Linked DNA regions of Danio rerio: region 2 is linked to region 1. The links are chromatin contacts, called in public HiCAR-type maps. All regions are on one chromosome and are shown on one strand. Each heading gives the region's core, a stretch centred on a gene start, on an enhancer-like site or on the middle of the called end of the contact. The rest is flanking DNA. Distances are from core to core; before and after follow the strand shown.

Region 1 (6,268 bases), core at 3,187-5,686:
GATTTTAGAACTCTAAACAGGTTTCTATACACACACCAGCGCCGCCCAGCCACGATTCACGAAGCAGTTTATATTTTAGCCGCGCCACAGAGCGCCATCTGATTAGTGTTACGTTAAATATCATGCGAATGTGCGTGTTTGGTATGTGATAGTTTAAACTGTCATGTGCGCGCCGTGTCGCAGCGCTTCTGGTGTGCGACCTGCTTGACTGCCTGTTAAAGCGTGAAGTCATGTAGGATTTAACTTGTTGCATTAGTCTGAGTCACGTCTGTGTGGATTGTCAAGACATATTCCCTCATCAAGTCGATAAACTCGATCTCAACATGTATGAAGGACGTAAAAGCCTGCCATGTGAAAAACCGCGCCGATCTTTTGGTTTGAACACGAGCAGAGGTGAGGAACTATAGCAGTGAAAATGAAAGTACCCGCCCCCATGACGTCATTTAGTGGACCTAGTTGAAAACCAGACAGATCAGGCAGCATAATACACAGAGTGGAGCAAAGCGCATCTAATGATCGGTATTTAAAAGGGGGAAAAAAGAAAAATAGATTAAATATATTAATTTATATTAGACACAAATCTGGTACTTGTATTTGCTCCTGCTATACGTATACAACTTCACACATTGGGTTAAATTAGGCTTAACAGTTTCCATGTTCAGTCCTTTTCTTCCACTGTATCTTTTTAATAAAAAGGCAGCAGCTTTACAACCTGTCATTTATTCAGAAGACAAAGTCAAAGCCGAGCTGACTGCCAATCTTTCCTAGACTCAGCAAAATTTGCAAAAAATACCCCTGTATTCCGGGAACTGCAATATTTACACAAATATTTCTTATTCAAATCTTCAGCAACGCTATTTAACTCGTGAATTTGTTTTACATTTATTTACACCTTGACCAATTTTTGTATGACATGGCCATTAAAAATGCAATGTTCCTTAACCAGATGGTTTTTCAAGTTACTTTTAAAGAGAATGTTCTGCATGCAATAGCTTTATCTTGCTGGAGTTTATAGCCATTTCACTTTGCGTCAGGACACAACAATGTCTCTCTGTAGGTCTATTGGAGACATTCATAAATATTCCTAGCACATCTAATAAATGTTGGAGACTAGGCTTGTAACGGTATGAATTTTTTACGGTATGATAATCGTCTAAAACAATACCACGGTTTGACGGTTTCGCGGTATACGGTATTAAATAGTAATTCTCATAGCAAAGACCCTGAAAAGAATAAGAACACGTTTTCTGACTGAACAAAGGTTTTATTTCAACAAACTTTTGAAAGAACCATTTTAATAGAACTATAGAAGTCTTTTATAAAAATAAACTGAAAAATCTCCCATTTTAATAAATTAAATTAGAAGGAATAAACAAGCAGGGTCTTTTAAGATTAGACAAAAATAAACTTAAACTGCCCTTCCTTATAAGCAGGATAAATGGGAGACCAAAAGTGCAATACCAAGTTTATGGCTGTAAACATGTATTTAAAGCGTTGTTTTTTTCAGTCTAGGTTGTGATAAAGAAATGTAAGCATGTTGAGATTTTCAGGACCTTATCTTGACCGCTGAGGTGAGAGAATGTGTCCACTTGTACAATGAACAAATAAAAAAATAATAAATAATGTGTCAAAGTCCAAATAAACATGGTGCAAATCCTCAGTAAAAAAATAGATATAAATATTTACTATACTATAAATAGTTACATAACGAAACTAGATTCAATATGGAACATCCTTAGGTTTTATGTGCCAGCATGGATATGGTTGTCTGTGGATATGGATTTGGATGTGGTTGTATGCAATGCAGACAAACAGCTGCACCTTCATTTGCGTCTTTTGAAAACAGCAAGAGCAGCAGTTCATCTTTGCTGTGTCACTGTTTTGTCATGTTTCTGTGCTGCTGTGCATGCAAAAGTACTTAGTATGAGAATTATTTCATGCAAAACTTTTTTTTTTTGCGTTTTATTTAGCCGCGCAGAAATGTATGCCTAACCTCATTCCGTGTTGTTCAAAAAGCTCAGTTTTGGTCCACAAACAAAAGTGAAACCTATGCTTATTGGTTGTGATATAGCGAGTTTGAACCAATCTGGGCATGGAGGAGGGACAATGCATCAATGTATCATGTCTGGTTTGTCCGGAGACACAGTGACGAGCGTTTCTTTGTCAAATCAGCGTTGTCAAATTTTGATGACGTAACCGCACTGATTCCGGAGCCTCTGAAAGTCCGCGAATGTGATGTGATACAGCACTGGAAAGCTGAGATTCTCTTCTTTATGCCAATCTTTGAATTGTATGAATCGGATCAGCGGATCAAAAGTTATTAAACATTTAAGAGCAATACTTATTTTTAGCCGCGGGCGGCTGTCTCGGTCTTTAAGGGTTAAAACCGTTGATATGCAATTGTTCATGGTATGATAATCGTGCACGTTCAAATTGTGGTAAACCGTCATACCGGTATATTGTTACAACCCTATTGGAGACATGCTCAAAATATATATATGCACTAAATCGCACTTCAGCAGTGTTTATTTGAGAGGGCGCAAGAAGATCTGCGCTTGAGCAGCGTAAATTTGAGTGGAAGTGTTTCCACTAGGATTGATTCCAGCAGTGGCAGCAGGTCTTTTACACAAATCTACCAACTACCTATGGCATTATTTCAATGACAAATGGGGAAATGTCTTGAGTGCAGTATAATAAGTCAAGATCGCATTTATGTAATACGAGCATATGCCAATCTCTTTGCTTGCGCGCCGATTTCCTCTGCTCGTGCACAAAACCTTTTGCACGCCCTCAAATATACGCTGCCAAAGCGCAGATCTTCTTGTGCGCTCTCAAATAAAAACTGCTGAAGTGCGATTTAGTGCATTTATGTAACAAGTATGTGTCCAACATTTATAAGATTTGCTAGGAATATTTATGAATGTCTCCAATAGACCTACAGAGCGGCATTAATGTGTTCTGAAGTAAAGTGAAACGACTATAAACTCCAGCATGATAAAGTAGAATTATGGAAACTGTGTTCATCTTAACTAAAAGCTATGTCATGTTTGCTGGCCCCGCGCACCTGTCAGTCAGTCAGTATGTCACCTTATAGAGTTAACCAAATAACGCAAAGCACAACTACGGTTACAGAAAAATTTGCGCTGTTATAATTCACTAACCTTTTAATTCGTTTTGGTGCGATTATAACTTGCTATTAAAAAACAACAACAGCAATGACTGAATGTTTTGAATAAGAAGCTGTAATGTAACACTGACAGGATGAATTTTGGTGTGGCGTCCCGCCATGGAAGACTGAATGTAGCGGAAACCATGTTTATATAGTATTCTGAATCGCATAAATAATTAAACATCAATTGAAACACAACATAAAATATGTGTATAGCTACAAACGTTATTATTTGCTAATAAAAGACCATTGTCAAATAATGCCCCTGAATAGTATAGTTTAAGACTGGCTAGTGATTGTATATTCTTCATTTAAAGCAGCATCACTCAAATGTAATTTTTAATACACTTTTTGTTGTTGTTCATCTGCATAACAAAACATTAGCATCAGTCATGCTCAGATCAAGTATCTTGTCAGTGTTATACTTCTCAGTGAAGGGGTTTTGCAGGTTTTATAATGCATTCCTCTCCACAAATAGCAATTAAGTAACGCAATTAGTTACGTTTTATAGAGAAATCAATAGGGTTAAGCATTACTTTTAAAAGTCACGTTCCAATGAAATAAACTCTACTTCTGTGCCTCACAGTTTATTTCTGACAAATAATGAAAACCATGATGACCAAGATCACAAAAAAAACATTTTAAAACCAACTATAAAGCTCAGTACTAACATATAAAGGAAACATGAACTAACCAGCTTTTTACTGGGGGAGTGATCGTCATCCTCTTCATCACCGTCCCGCCGTCTCTTCACTGATGAGGAGGATGATGAAGTTGAAGTCTGTGAACTATCAAAAGATGATCCTATGCTGTCCTTATCGACCTTAGCATCAGCATACGGACTGTCCATCTCGAACAATCCTTTGAACACACAGAGAATTAGCATCTATGCTTTACAGTTTGAATTCGTCTATAAAACAGCGCAAATTACCACATGGGGAAACATAATATAAAGAAATGCGCAGAATATAGAGGTTTAAGTTGATAGAACACTAAATTGCACTGCGTGAGTGTTGCGTTGATAACAAGAGCTCATGTCAAGCGTTTATCTCGACACGTGTTTCAGCAGCAAAGAGACTGACTCCGGCTGCTTGAACTTAGTATGAGACAAACATTAGAAGTCATATTAAAAGTTTATGTTTTCGACAGCATGATTATGTGACAGACAGATCGCTGAAGACTGAATCTATGTTGCTTCACTCACTTGAGTTTTGCGCCATCATGCATCCACTAGCAGCGCTCTTCGCGGAGCTGTACTGCAGTATTTTATTTGAAGGGACGAACACAGCGCCGCTTAGAGGACCGGCATGCGCAGCGATCCTCATGTTACTCATGTATACACTGCATTATGTATTGTGCAAGCATTGTTGTCATTTTATGTGTAGCTAGTTTAATTCAGAGCCTCTAACTTTGCTCTTTTTACTTTCAGTTTATGGAAGTGTCATTCTAAACAGCCTAACGTTAAGTGCGACATCATAAAAACAGAGATAAACTGACTACATAAATACACAGTGTAATTTTATAGCCCATACGAAAGGTTACGCTAGCCATAATTCAATGTAAAGTATTGTTTGTTTCATATAAAAATTATATTTTCATTATTTTCATAGTTATGACAATGTTAAATGCAACTTTTTTATTGTGTTTTAACAATACAATCATATTAACCATCATATATATACCACAAATCGTTTTGACATCAAGTACAAAAATAAACAAGGAAAACTATATAGAAATAAATAGCGATAATAATAAAATAAGATAATAAAAAAACAGGGTACAGAGGCAAACCATCAAATTAAATAATTTTTCTTATAACTTAATAATAAGTTCTTATAACATTTTTACACTTTTTTGCTGTAAACTGTTTTGTAAATTAGCAATTAAACTATTTAAGTCACAAAGAAAATCTTGCCAATTAGGTAATGATGAAGAAAATTTACATTTGTGAATATAATATTTACCCAATAAAATAAATAAATTGCCTCGAAGTTCTACGTCATGTTTGTCATGAGAAAAGTAACAGATGAAAAAAATTATGTTAAACTTACATTTTGATGTAAAAAAAGATGGATAAATCAGACCAAAACACTTTAACGTGGGCCTTTGACAAAAAGATGATCAATCAAGTTACAAAATACACAATTTGAATTAGAATTACAAAATTTAGATACAATCTCGTTTGTGTGGGGTAGATGTTGTGTAACGCTTTAAAGTGTAATTTCTTTAACTTTGTTGGGAACTCAAAACTTGTAAGGTATGAGCCATTTTTTTCCAATTAATTTTATCTATTGGAGAATTAAAAAGAATATCCTGAAGCCTTAACTCTTCTCTTTGAATAATTGTAATTTTTCTTTTGTTTTTGTATTGTATTTATCATTGTGATGTCAAAATAATTTCCATGAGAAAAGGAGCCTGTTCATGAAATTTAAAGTTTTATAGGGAGCTTGGATGGAGAAAAATTACAAATTTTTATAAATATTATGTAGGTAAAAAGTCGAATCTGGGGGATTTTAATACAATGCTGCAATATACACGTTCAAATGGTAATCACTCGCGACATTGTTACGCATTGTGGGAAACATAGTTCCACAGAGCTTTGGCCTCTTATACAACAGTTGTTCTCGCAGCACGGCTGAACTATATTTCCCACAACACACTGCGAGCTCAGTCACCATGTGTCATGTCGCTGCGTCTGCTGAGGAATTCTCTGAATGACAGAAGGGACATGAATAAAATGTGTTTATGTTGGCGAAATCACATCATGTTGGATCTCAGCTCTCACGTATGTAGCTGTACATATTTCCGATCATCGTTTCTGTTTGTTTACACTAAAAACGAGTGAAACTTTGATCAGTATAGCTGTTCGGATAGGTGGACACCACTTAGCAAAGCTAGCTGACTCACGTTTGGTGACCATCGTAGCACAAGTTTTGTCAGGAGTTTTTTTTATGCAATTGATTTTAGGAAGTCGGTCCATGTTGTATTATTTATAAGTGGTCTTCTGAGAATGTGCAGCTTATATATTTCTGTCATTTTTCAGCTGTTTAACCAAGACCAGTGACGTCCTTATTGATGGCATATTGAAGGTAGGAAATA
Region 2 (5,492 bases), core at 12-2,511, 270 kb before region 1:
AAAATTTACTAATATTTGGTAGCTTCCAAATAAGAGCTGCCAAAGAAATGTACCGGTTGGAAATGCCATCTTTCTCATGCCTAACCAGTGTGGAAATTAACAGAATTTCTGGTCAAACTGCTTTCATTTCAGTTGAGCAGCCGAATGAATCATATTTAATAAAATAATTGATTGAACTCTTAGTGAACCAAATATAAATGGATCTTGATTTAACATTGTTAATTATGTTTGATGTTTTGTGTAATTTGTAACATTTTTATATTTAACAGATAAATTCATTTGACTTTCCACAATAAATTTATGCTGGAAAATGTTCTCCAAAAGAGAATCCAAGTTATGCAAATCGGTTGGTTTTAATGTTCAAATATTCTATAGAGCACCATCCATATTATACAATGTGGCATTTCGGTATTTTTTTTAAAAAGTAGGGCCTATTATTATTATTATTCCCTAAATTAACTTTTTACTTTAATTTACTTTTTACTTTACTTTTTACTACATCTCATGTATTTTTTTTTTCCGCTTAAATTGCATCGCATATATGCGTCAGCTGTTGCGTTTATTCCAATACGTCTTGAAATTGAATCGTTTGGCAATCGATTGGCTGTACAATTCAGTCGCGATTTGAACATTTCACAAAGCCTTTGTTCACCATATGGACATCTGATTTAGTGGATCTTTATGCATAAAGAATCTATGAAGCAACACAATACTCCTAATTGACCTGAATGCGTCATAAAGCTCTTATTGAATCCATTAAGTATAAGTGCCTTATTTTCATAGGGCCTAGGTTATGAGTTGCTCTTAAATCTTTCAATCAAATGCAATCAAACTAATCACAGGTCTTAGTATAGAGAGAGAGGAACGCTTCAAAAAGCAGAAACTGTATAAAATGTCACTTTAACAAAGGATAATTTCGCTTTTTATCCTAATTTAGGTCCATTCCAAATCAGCATGAAACACATTCTATAGCCTAGCTAAATGTCTGGAAGGGACAATAAAATCATAAGCCGGTATGATGATGACATTACTGCAAATAGTAGCCTACCTATTCGCATTTAGCCAATCTTACCTTGTCAGTAAACTCTGCGTCTCTTTGCCGGGGTATCCTTTCTTTGGCTTTTTGCGTGACACAGAATGGTAAACTTATCCAAAAGCAAATTAAAAGTTGAGTCAGTTTAGTACCCATCATTACCGAAATGCAGTTAGTTTGGTCGCTCCTGCTCTGGACTTCTGCTGCCAACCAACTGTTTCTTAAGAGACGGAAACTTCTCTGTCTGCCTGCAGAGGGCGCTGCGCTTGACTGCATGGAAAATGAATAGAGCTGCATTCAAACATAGGCCTACGTTTATTGTAAATCTGGAAACAGGTATGTAGACTTCACTTCAGTTTACTGACATATGTTCAGCATTTTCAGAGCACTGAATTCGGTATTCACAGCTACATTTATATTTGTTTTTACACCCAAACAAATATAACTGATAAACTAACTTGGCACAAGTTTAAATGATGACCTCCCAATGCTTTGAAACTTTTATAAACTTTAATAGTATACATATTTGCAGGTAATAATGCATGTTGCTAATGTGGTACAAAAGCATTAAGAGTATTTACACTGTGTAAATTAATTAAATCTAATTATTTTAAAATTACCCATTCATTTATAACCTTTTATTCTTGGAAAAGAGCTGTATTTAACAGTGTATGCCTGTGTAATGGTAGGTACACAACATTTATTTATTTATTTATTTATTTTTATTTTTTTATTTATTTTATTCATTCATTTAGATTGACTGTGCCTTTAAAGTAATATGATTTATTTTATGAAAAAATATTGTATTGTTACTCAAACTTTAAAAAATTAAATAAAATCAATTTAGAATCAAAACCTTAATATAAAAGCTAAACATAAATGCAAAGCTTGTACTGTAAATGTTTTTGTAATTACTGTGATTTTGAGATGAAAATATGTGATATGTTCATGTCTCCAGAATGGGAATTCTATGGCAACATGCTTACATGACACAAATCAGCACTCAGAAAATTGTAAGCCCATCCCATTGAATGCAGATAAGCCAATCGCAGTTGAGTTTTGTTAGTATAGAAATCCTTATTAAGTAAATTACCACTAGCAAAATGAGTAATTTAATCTCACCGTCTGTCCAAAGTGTATCAAAAAAATAAATAAAATAAACTTGAAAGGCAAGCCTCCTGCTTGGAAGCGGCCACATACATGTATTCTGGGAGGTTATTAGGCCTTTGTGTCAGACAAACTATACTAGCATGCTAAATATGAAATAAAATGTGGTAATCCATATGCAATGTAATATGTAAAAAATTATAACCAACATGTTTTGTATTAGTTCAGGGAAAGGAAATCGTCACTACAACTTCTTTTGACTCGTCAGCAGGAAGGAAAGTAACTCACACCTGTCACACCTGTCAACTATACAAGATATGTTTCACTTATGCATACAGCTAATTAGACTTTTTTTTTTTAATTTAAGGAAACAAAAATAAATAAAATAAATATTAGCCCTAGAGGTTATAGTGCACAATTTGTGGACCTCTGGATTCAGAAATAGTTGCTTCAAATCTAATGTTGTCATATTTTTTATCTTTAGTTTCTGTACTTTTTGAAAGATTTACATTTCATATATACACCATACATACCAAGTCATTATGTCATAGGCCAAAAAAAAAATATATATATATATATCAATAGATTTTATTTAATGACTGCAAAACCACCTCATGTGAGCATGAAAACGTATTTGCGTTGTATCCTATTCAACATGTATAATTGGTGTCGGACTGTCGGCTGATAAGAGTGTTCTGACTGTTTATTTAGCAACAAATTAGTGCATGAGTCCGACGTACTGTAGTGATGTGACATAGCAAGCAATAATCTAAGTCAAGAAGGATCACAAAGAGGTAATTTTGCTACAATCCCCAAATATTTGCAAACAAAATGGATTATTAGATTATGAGTCGACATGAGGTGGCAACACAGTTGGATTTCGTTGATGCTTGTTTGTTGTCGGTTTACCAAATTGATCGTCCAACGTAATCTCACGGCTATTCTTAACATTTTGATATAGTGGCTAATTCTTATGAATTCATACAATCTAATTCGTACAATTTAGCACAATTTGCTTATCACCCAATGATGGTTGGGTTTAGGTGTGGGGTTGAATGCCATGCCTCCTTTTCAAAATGGCACATTATCGTCTGACTGAACTAACTCCTACAAATTTGTACGAATTAGCCACTAAACTGACAAAACATAACTTACGTTTTCTTGTGAGATCAGGCTGGATGGTCCGCCATTAGGCTTCATTGGTCAACGTCAGTAGTTGGTTTTCACACATCGATTTTTATTGGTTAGGTTGGAGCTCGTTGACCGGATTCAGCAAGTCAAATCAACATCAGCCATCAGCTGAAGAGAGCACTCTGACTGGTTATTCAGCAATAAATCAACATGCGCAACTGTGACTTAGTGAATTCTAGCCGAGAAGACCCACAAAGAGGGCAGCTGTAATTTCGCTACATTTCTTAAATATCTGCAAACAATATAGATTGCTGGATTATCAGACATGTTTGCAGGAGCGAATTCCTCTGTGGTGAATGATAATTATAGTGATGATGGTATGAACTTTGTTTATGCTTTACACATGCTCATCAGGACGTTCTAGTCTACCGTTGTGAACGGGAAAATAGATAATGCCCCCCATGGTGCGGTAAGACTCAATAGTATCTGGATGCAGCCTTTATGATGCAAGCTGAAATTGCATCACTCAGCGATGCAATGTCAGGCACAAAGGACTAAATGAAGTGAGTGAAGCACTGTGACGGGTAAGGTTAGGGTTGGGGTTAGGTGAGCGCATTAAGGCCGTACTCACACTAGGTACAGTTGCCTCGAACCGGGCCAAAGCATGCTTGTCCTCCCTCCTGTCTCCCCCGACGACCCGCACTCACACCACAAATGGGCCTCGGCACGCTTACGTCATCGCTGCTGTGCTGTTCAGTGAGAAGCGCTCTCTCACTCAGCAGCACAGTGGAGATTTCTCTAGTTATATCATTTCAGTCGTTTGTTATGCAGTGACATGCAGTCAAATATTTCGCCAAACAGTCCTTAGGGATGCGGTGACACGCAGTTAGATATTTCGCCGAACAGATCCGCCACTTTTGGCGCTCAAACACAATCATAAAGCTCTCGTGCTGCAGGAATGAGGAGGTCTTCTGAAGGCGCGCAGCTGACGTGCAGTGAGGAGTTCTCGTCTTTAATAAGCTACGGCAGTTTGCGTTCACTGAACCGTAAGAATGATTAATAAATCCATATGAAACAGCCCCTTAAAAGTCACGTCTCGCTTTCAGTTTCGGGCTTTGGCGCTTTTTGCACTCACACACAAGCGTACTGTGCCAAAATCCAAGTCGCTCAGGCACACCTCTTCCATCCGGGCCAGGGCCGGCCAAGTGAACCGTGCTTGAGCCCGATTCAGCGCACTCACACTTCTCAAACTGCACCAGGTCTGCATCCAGACCCCTCTCGAAAGACTACGCAGGCACAGAATGCACTCTTTCGTTTCATTTAGCTGTCATCCATTTGGTATGTCCATGCACAGTTTTTTTTGGTCCAGATGAGACCATACGGGAGTCAATGCGAGTTGGGTTTCAAGTTGGGTTTCATAGGCGCTAGTTGTTGCATCAGCTCGGTGTGCTTCAGATTATTTTTTATGACTTTTTAAGCACTGTATTTTCAAGCACTCCACTTTCTTTACAAATAACTTCAATAATAACATAGTGATGTAAAAACAGTACTATTTATGCTACTAACCCATGTGGTTACATCTATGATAATAAGTTAAAGTGTTATTCTAAGAAATGCCAGAACAGCAAAACAAAATGTATTTTAGATCTAATAATGTCTTGATTAACTGGAGAACATTTAAGTTACAAAAAGCTGCTCCTTCTCTTATAAGATGAGGTGGATACTTATATGTGCTGGGGGGAAAAGTTGTTGCTGGACAAGTAGTCTATTCATTCAATGAGGGGCCATATGTTTCTCTTACCTCTGATGACCCGGAGGCACCACAGAGACAGCGACTGTAGGGGGTCTCAGACCACAGCTGAGGTATTTCCCTGTCAACATCCCATAACCCTCCTCCATGCCACAAATGAAAACACTAACACTGACCACATTCATAATGTTATCTCAGGAAATAGCAAACGTTTGCCTCTGAGGCAAATCAGTTTTAAGTGGCGGTCATGTTTGTAAAATTTCTGTGAAATTTATTTATATTTTATAGCTTTTATAGCCAGTAACTGGAATTTATGTTACATTCTGAGCCATTTTGGTAACGTTATGTCTTCTCTATTACTGTTAAATACAGTGTTGTTTTAGTAATTAAAATGATTAAGTGTCTTCATAAATTTAAATACAATAGGAACAAGGATACATTAATAATCAATTTTAAATATATATTATTAAT

Evidence for each region. HiCAR-type assays count read pairs that join an accessible place to other places.
Region 2: a contact with region 1 is called in a HiCAR-type map of caudal fin, with 4 times the contacts expected there. The contact joins the promoter of cthrc1a here to the promoter of rnmt in region 1. A contact is called at or near these places in 2 of 18 Hi-C or Micro-C datasets (caudal fin and an unstated tissue) and 2 of 4 datasets of contacts at active chromatin or transcription factors (caudal fin and embryo).

The regions. Positions count from the first base shown.
Region 1 is chr19:13,753,928-13,760,195 of GRCz12tu, reverse strand. rnmt (RNA (guanine-7-) methyltransferase) reads right to left here and starts at 4,436. Exons shown (of 11, transcript NM_001045000.1): 1 at 4,374-4,436; 2 at 3,864-4,030. The coding sequence starts at 4,392. It overlaps fam210aa (family with sequence similarity 210 member Aa), which reads left to right and starts at 5,839. Exons shown (of 5, transcript NM_001044994.2): 1 at 5,839-5,954; 2 at 6,213-6,258.
Region 2 is chr19:14,017,384-14,022,875 of GRCz12tu, reverse strand. It overlaps cthrc1a (collagen triple helix repeat containing 1a), which reads right to left and starts at 1,261. Exons shown (of 4, transcript NM_001003765.3): 1 at 1,073-1,261. The coding sequence starts at 1,189.